2 separate regions of the Mus musculus genome follow, and region 2 is linked to region 1. A link is a contact called in public HiChIP or PLAC-seq data. All regions are on one chromosome and are shown on one strand. The core of a region is the stretch at or near the end of the contact, and the rest is flanking DNA. Distances in the headings are between cores, read along the strand shown. Region 1 overlaps Adamts2 (a disintegrin-like and metallopeptidase (reprolysin type) with thrombospondin type 1 motif, 2). Region 2 holds the start of Zfp454 (zinc finger protein 454).

Region 1 (3,721 bases), core at 538-3,037:
TCAAGGTCTGGCCTATCTCAAGCAGGCACTGAGGACCCAAGGGGAAGTGTTCTTTGTTCTTACTAGGTCTGGAACATTCTAGGGGGTCCCAGAGTGCCCTGTCCAAAGGATGGTCTGTGACAAGGCATCAATATTGTATCCAGGGCTAAGGACAGGGCACATATGCATTTTAGAAAGAGCAGATTCTTATGGGGGGGAGCAGTCAGGAAGGGGAAGTAAGTGTGGCTCACTGCACTGTTAAAGGGTCAACATCTGGTGGGCGACAGGAGATGTCAGGGCCAGGGGGTGTGGACATGGGCAGAGGATGTGTGGGGAGTGCCTCACGACTTAACAGGGAGGGTGTGCGATCTGGTCACGGTGCTGTGGCGAATCTATCTTGAAGATGGTCTTTTCTGTATAGTTTGTTCACCTGGTGAAATCTCCAGGGAGTGCCTGCTTCCTGATTCCAAGGAACAGGATCCACCACTAAATGTATATACAATTGGTCGCCTTCAGGCCAAGAGGCAACCTTGGGGCCCAAGCTAAGCCACCCAAGCTAAGCTAATAGAATCGAGGCTTAAAGGGCTGAAAAGCAGCTGATGTGCCTTAGAAGCACAAAGAAGTTTCTGTCTCTTTCCCCATGCCCTTTTCCCTCACCCTCCATACTTTCCACTTGGGACCCACAAGCTGTCTTTCCCCACATGACCTTAAAAGACTCCTCCCAAGGGTCTGGAGAGATGGATCAGTGCTCAAGAGTGCATACTGCTCTTGCAGAGGACCTGTAGCCCCAGCTCCAGCTCAGAGGACCTTCCCTACTCTCATGCACATAACCATGCCTACTGACCTCCACACATGCACACATTATTTAAACACCTTTTAAAGAGCTTAGCTTGAGGCAGAGATATCTAGGACAACTGAACATGTCTAGGCCCTTGGAGAGAGACCCAAGCTGGCTGTGGGCTCCCACAGGGCCATATCTAGATACACTGCTTGTTAGACAGGGTCGAGGCTGTCCCTGTGCTGTTCAATGAGCATTCATGATGATCACAAATGGGATGAATTAATGAATGAACAAAAATCAAATATACACACGCTGGAGAGTCACGCTGGGCCAGGGAGGGCCTAGAGGCTGCAGGAACATTCCTAGGAACTCATGGAAAAGCATCACCAGCAGGGACAAGCCCAAATGCTGATGGCAACAGCCAAATTCTTGGCTCTTTGAGAACAAGCCTCTGCATACGTCTCATTTAAAATTCAAAACTGCCTAGGACATAAGCACTGTCATTATCCTAATTCCCAGATAAGAAACTTCACCTCTTGCCATTAAAGTCGTTGACTCCAAATCCTGAGGTGGAGGTGGACGTCATACAAAGGTTAGGAGGAAGTTTGGCTGGAAGTAGGTCTACTTCTAGACAGAAGGCAAAGGAAGGGCGGGCTATGGAAATAACCACCAGGTGGCGCTGCTGCTACAAGAATGCAATGCCAAGATCCTGAGGGAGGTCGGCAGGCTAAGGAACACAGCTCCTCCAGGCTGGGCGGCAGATCTGACTTGCAGCCGGGCAATGGTAGCCCTCTAGACACCAGACAGATTCTGGGGTCTCACCCTAAACAAACCAATTAAGGCTTGTGCAGAGAGCTGTATTCCAACCGCTGCTCTCTTGACACTTGACTGTTTACTGTGGAATGCGCTGAATTATTTATGTTCTTCCCTCCTTCGGTCAAGGAGACAGAAAAAACGGGATCTGCTGTTTGGAGGCCAGTCTCCATGCCTGCCAACAGGAAGGCTCTGCAGGCTGGGCGCCACCACGTGGTGTCTGTGAGCACACACCCAATCCCAGGGCCACGGACAGGGAGCTGGAGGTGTGGGGTACAGGGTGCACTACTGTTCTTGGACACTTTCAGTCCCTTTCTGGGCTCCTCTGACCCAAAGTGTTTGGGTCCAACCTGAGTACCCAGCTTAGGGCTCAGGAACTTTGACCTGTGACTGTTTGGGCAGGACATCCAGTTTGCAATAGTTATTGTTAACACCCATCTGAGAATCTATAATCCCCTGGGAGATTTGAGCGTGCCTGTAAGGGATTGTATTGATTCTGTTAACTGAGGTGAGAAGACACACCCACCATGGTGGCGCCATTTGCTGACTGGAAGCCTGGGGAGGACAGAACTGAACAGAGCTAAGGATAGGTTGTTCTTTGGTTTGACGGATAATGTGACATGACCAGCTACCTCAAGCTCTTGCCACTGTGGCTTTTCCCTCCATAATGGACTGTAACCTGGAGCTATAAACGGATATAAACCCTTCCCTTAAGAAAGCAAGACACAGTCCATACCCACAAGTCTTTTTCCTTGTCTACTCTGGCAGTGACCATGTGGCCCACTCTAGTGCCAGTGGTTCAGGCTGCAAGGAGACCTGGCTTCAGCTGGTACCAAACCCATCCCAGAATGCCCTGGCCCTGGGAGACCTCAGGCTAGCCCACCAGGCAGGAATTAAGAAAGCACACACAGGGCTGAGATTCAGGCTGTGTAGAGCTCTCTTCTCAGCTTCAGTATTGCTGACCTTTGGGGCCAGTTAACTGTGTGTGTGTGTGTGTGTGTGTGTGTGTGTGTGTGTGTGTGTGTGTCCTGAGCATCTCCCAAATTATAACAGTGAAAGTGTCTCTAAACATCAACCCGAGTCCGTGAGTGTGGGCATAAAGTTGTAGAACCATCGGTTGGGAGCATTGGACATAGGGGGAATGGCACAGGGGAGCCAGGCTCAGCTCACCCAAGATCTGTGCTCTCTAGCCTGACAGAATGACAGCAACTGGCTCATCCTCTAGGGACAAAGTGGCTGTCATGTATGACTTTTGGTAGATCACTCACCCCGTGGAGCCACGTTTTCACTGTCATATGGAGATGGTGACAGTGACTATGGGTGCCCCCTTATCATCAGGGGATGCCTGTCAGTCCCATGACAGGATGCCTGAGACAGTGAGCTGAGCAAGGCTCTGAGGACACTATGACGCGTCCTCCCAGGCAACATCACCAAGACGGAGTGATTAAAACATACACGGCTTTGACGGTTATGTGACTGTACTCTCCTCCTTGGGGAGAAATACCGCTGGACCACAGGGCCTGGAATCCCCGAAGGAGGTATAAATAAAGTCATCTGACTCCCAGCGAAGGGAGCCTGAAAGCCAGGTGGGGGTGGGGGTGGGGGCTTCAGACAGTGAAGAGTCAGCAGTCCGTCTGATCTCCGTGACTGCAGTCATTCCTGTCAAGCACTGGGGTCCCTCAGACTTCCTCTTGCTCAGAAAACAAGATTCTGCCATGTTAAGTAAGTCATCCAAGGTCCCACACGTACCCCTGGGCTGGCATGAATGCCAGGACCAGGGCCCACCATCTCTGATGGCTTCAAAACAAGTTCTGCTCTATCTAGCCTGACTGCCTGCAGCCTCGGGGACTCCCCAAGGCTGGTGTCTTCTGTTCCCATCTGTGGCATGCAAGGTGATGTGGGTGGCTCAGAAGTCATGGTACAGGTGCCTTCTAGACCCGCCAGGGGAAAGCAGGCAAGAAGGTATACCCATCGAAGAAAACCAAGCTACTAGAACAGGATTCAGTGTTAAATAAGAACTCCTGACATGGTCTAAAAATTAGACTTTATATCTTGGAACCTAATTTCTAATACAATAGTATTAAGATGTGGAACCCTAGAAAGTTATCAGGTCAGTAGGACAAAGGTCCCTGAACTAGAGTGGCTCTC
Region 2 (3,721 bases), core at 414-2,913, 120 kb before region 1:
TTGCCATAGGCTGTTCACCTCTTGATTAAACCAATCAGAAGGTGTTAGAGGCTTTTACAAAGCAACTAAGACAGGTGTGGCTTAACAATTCCAATGTCTGGGCTGTACTCATATCTCTGCTGGTACAGAAATCACCATTTGAATAATACAAAGACAATCTTACACCATGCACAAAACCGATCATCCCAGCCTTACAAGAGGTGTATACTGGAGGGAGGGTATGCCACACACTGACTGTTGCAGAAAACTCCAAGTCTACTGTCCTTTCTCTCCCTCAACTACACCATAGTCTGGGTTTTTAATTTATTTTGCTGTTGTTTTGGATGAGTTTTGATTGTTAGGAAGCAAGCCAACAAATGCTAAGTCACTGTCCTACGACCATCCCTAGTTTTCACCCTGAATCTGTCCTGCCCAGAACTGACCATAGTCTGCACAGATAAGTTCATCTGTCCACTTGGAACTTCCATTGCTTTCCTTTCACACACAAAATAAATCCACATTTTTACCATGGGGTCAGAACCTCAGAGTCACACACAATGTCATCTTGAGCCCTTTTTTCTTTCCTTGTTCCTGGTGAACATGCTGGTCTTGCTAAGCATCAAATATCCTAAGCCAAATTCTTTGTGGGGAGCTCTTCCTGGGACAGTAAAATCTCCCAAACACCCTGCCCCTTCTCACTCTGAAACCCCTAACTCAGCATTCCTGTCCTTTCATTCACTCCTAATGAATATTTTCTGTTTGATGGACCACCTTCCCTAGTCACACAAAAACTGCAGTGCAGGAGTCACTCTGTTTCAACACTCTCTGCTCTATGCCTTAACCTATATGTGTGTGCCCTAAGTGAGAGAATGACATCTTTAAAGCCCAGGACAGAGCCACTGACATTGTATCCTAAAGGGTGGCCAGCAATCCCAGAAGTGTCAATCTCAAATCATATTTTTTTAATTGAATTTGTTTCACTTTTCTCCCAATAAGAAAGTTCCTCCATGAATACTTACTACATATCCAAAGGCAACTAGACATCTTCAGGGAAAGATTCTGGTACATTACTCGATACTCACAGGCCCCAGCAAAATACAGTCACCAGAAGTAAATCCAAGCTTCTCTATATACTATCCCGTGCTCCCAGAGACACTTGTTTACTCTGCAGAGACTTCCAGGGCCATCGTCCTTCCCCCCCCCCGCACCCCCCTCCGGTAATCCTGCTACCCAAACCCTCACTGCACTCAAGGTCTATCATGCCTCTCCAGTCCAGCTCCAACAGAGGCTGTAGCATTTTTGAGAGCTTGGTACTGACTGTCTTTCAAGACCTTTCTCTGTCGTTAGGCGCTATTACGACGTTCCTGGATGTTCTCTGGCTTTGCTTGCAGATCCTAGAGTCTAGTAACCTTGATAACAGCATCCTGGACCTTTTTTCACTGCTGGTCTCCACAAGACTAGACCACTTGTCTGCCCAGCGATAGGCTAGTGCACCGCAGAGCCTTCTGGGAATTGTAGTTTCGGCCACAAAGTGACTAGGCGCAGGCGCGCTTTATCGCTTTTTGCTCCTGGTCTCCCTCTGAGAAAAGGAGTCCAAAAATCTAAGCGCTGCAGCAGAGAGATTTGTGGGAATTAGGCTTCCCGGCTCCTGGACAAACGCGCAGGCGCGGCTCCGCGTCAAGCAGCAGGCTCCAGCTCATTGTGTCCTGACTACTCTGTCGAGGCTATGCTCTGCAGTGGACAAGCTTCTAAGGGAAGCCCCACGGTGATCTGCAGTGTCCAGAGACTGAAGGTCAGGTCTGGGAGTTGAGAACAGAGGGTACGTAGACTAAGGGTGGGTTGTGGTCCGTTTTGAAAGGCGTGGATCCCACGTCCTTAACTTTGAAGCGCATGTACTGAGATTTGATTCCACACATGGAAGGGACCAGCAGAACTGTTTTGTAGTCGAGCTAAGGGATCCGAACCTGATTGCACGTTGAGAAGGGTTGGTCAGGACCTCTAGCTCATCTTGCTGCAAACTCACAAATACAGTTGCATACAGCTGCTGGTTATATTCCCGGCGTGGCTCCAAGTTCTCTCTGAGGAACTTGAGAAAGGGACACCTTCACTGCAGCCCCTGCACTTGACGAAACTGTGGAGGGTGACTTATGTGAATGATTTCTTCTCCCGGAAACCCGCTCCCTACACTGTCCCATCCGAAACACGAAACAGCCCCCCCCCCACACACACACACACAGAGAGAGAGAGAGAGAGAGAGAGAGAGAGAGAGAGAGAGAGAGAGAGAGAGATCTGGCCGGTTTAACTCCCCTTCCCTTTCAGGAAAAAGTCACCTCTTTGCCTCCTCCTTCCCTCTAGTTGGGATAGAGCTGTCCCAGGAGGAAAGGCTGTCTTAAGACGCCAAAGCATAGCTGCAGGGGAAGGGACAGAGAATGGGTAGAGTTTGAGGACTGGGCCGGGCAAGCTTTCTGCAGGGGAAAGCCAAAGCCACACAAACGGGAAGGCATGCAGGATCTGACTAAAGGAAAGATGCGAAGGAGAGCTGGCATGGGGAGAAGTCACTTTACAGATTGGGTGAGGACAGCTACCTTCAGAGGGAGTATGCACTGGGAGCAAAAGAACAAAGTGAGCCAGGATGTGAATGGTGAGGCGCATCCCTGTGACCTTTGACCCGGCCCTCTCATTACAGGAGTGCAGATGCTTCTAGCCAGAGAACCCCAGCAATTGTAAAGCTCCTCCCCTGCCTCCTTCCTACTCAATGCTCCTCAGCTCACCAGAGAAAAGGAATGGCTGTCAGCCAGCTCCCGGCCCTGGTCCAGGTGAGTCATCACTGTCCAGTGTTGTCCCCCTGTATCCCCAGTTGTGTCCTTGACTTCATTCATTGCTCTAACCAGAAGCTTCCTTTCCAGCCACCCCCAAAGACCCCAGCTGCTCCCTCCCACCACACATCTCCTCCTAGTGAGCTTTAGAGCTTTCTGTAAGGCATGAAAGTGGCACATCTGGGCAGGATTCTAGGTTAGTATAAAATGAAAACCTTTCTACTTCTGTTAGCCAGTAAGATGGTGGTCCAAAATGGTAAAGGCAGGAACTGACATAGGATCTAAAGAAGAAATTTGAACTGTTTCCCGTGAACATGGGGTGTCCTAGACGCCACGTAGTTATTGATGTCTTTTAAAGATAACGTGTAACTTTTGTTTAAGAAGAATATATAGGATTAGTACAAAAATAATTGAAGAACTCTACTTCTATAGGCTAGGGGGATAGTTTTGTGGTAGAATACTTGGTTGGCATGTATAGGGCTCTAAGTTCAGTCTCCAGCACCACACACACACTCTCACAAAGCTGGCACATATACACACACAAAGCTGGGTATGGTGGCTTACACCTGAATTCATAATACTTGGCAGACTGCAGCAAGATTGAAAGTTGAGGCTAACCTGGGCTACATGGAGAGCCTGTCTACAAAGGGCTCAGATCTAAAAGGCATTCTGAGTGGTACCAGTCTCTTTAGGTAAAACCTGTTCTAATTCCTTTTCTTTTAAGTCTTTAACTATCTGGGACAGGGATTTATGGGAGGTCAGAAGCTGGAAGAACCACCAACCAGTTCTAGCTTGCTGACAGCTCATTCTCTTCTTGAGTTTGGTAATCAAAGAGCTTTATTTAGAGGCTGAAAGTTCAAGATTGGGCAGCTCCAGGTTGCAAGGGCTCGAGGCTGCATCATATGTAGCCGATGGCACCACATGAC

The links. HiChIP or PLAC-seq counts read pairs in DNA pulled down with a chosen protein or histone mark.
Region 2: a contact with region 1 is called in an H3K4me3 HiChIP or PLAC-seq map of forebrain, with 4 times the contacts expected there. The contact joins the promoter of Zfp454 here to the enhancer-like site in region 1. A contact is called at or near these places in 6 of 484 Hi-C or Micro-C datasets (B cells, the CH12 cell line, embryonic stem cells and 2 more), 2 of 115 datasets of contacts at active chromatin or transcription factors (embryonic stem cells and forebrain) and 2 of 9 other capture datasets (adipose tissue and liver).

What each region holds. Positions count from the first base shown.
Region 1 is chr11:50,767,402-50,771,122 of GRCm38.p6, reverse strand. The region is part of intron 5 of Adamts2 (a disintegrin-like and metallopeptidase (reprolysin type) with thrombospondin type 1 motif, 2); the gene reads right to left. Among named protein-coding and RNA genes, the nearest start is that of Zfp354c, 58 kb to the left of the region's middle. Within about 2 kb of position 1,787, at least 67 of the 459 cell types and tissues checked have an H3K27ac peak or open chromatin away from gene starts, as enhancers often do. A contact at or near this core is called in adipose tissue and forebrain, where this site is marked.
Region 2 is chr11:50,885,443-50,889,163 of GRCm38.p6, reverse strand. It overlaps Zfp454 (zinc finger protein 454), which reads left to right and starts at 1,663. Exons shown (of 6, transcript NM_172794.3): 1 at 1,663-1,798; 2 at 2,666-2,795. The coding sequence starts at 2,763.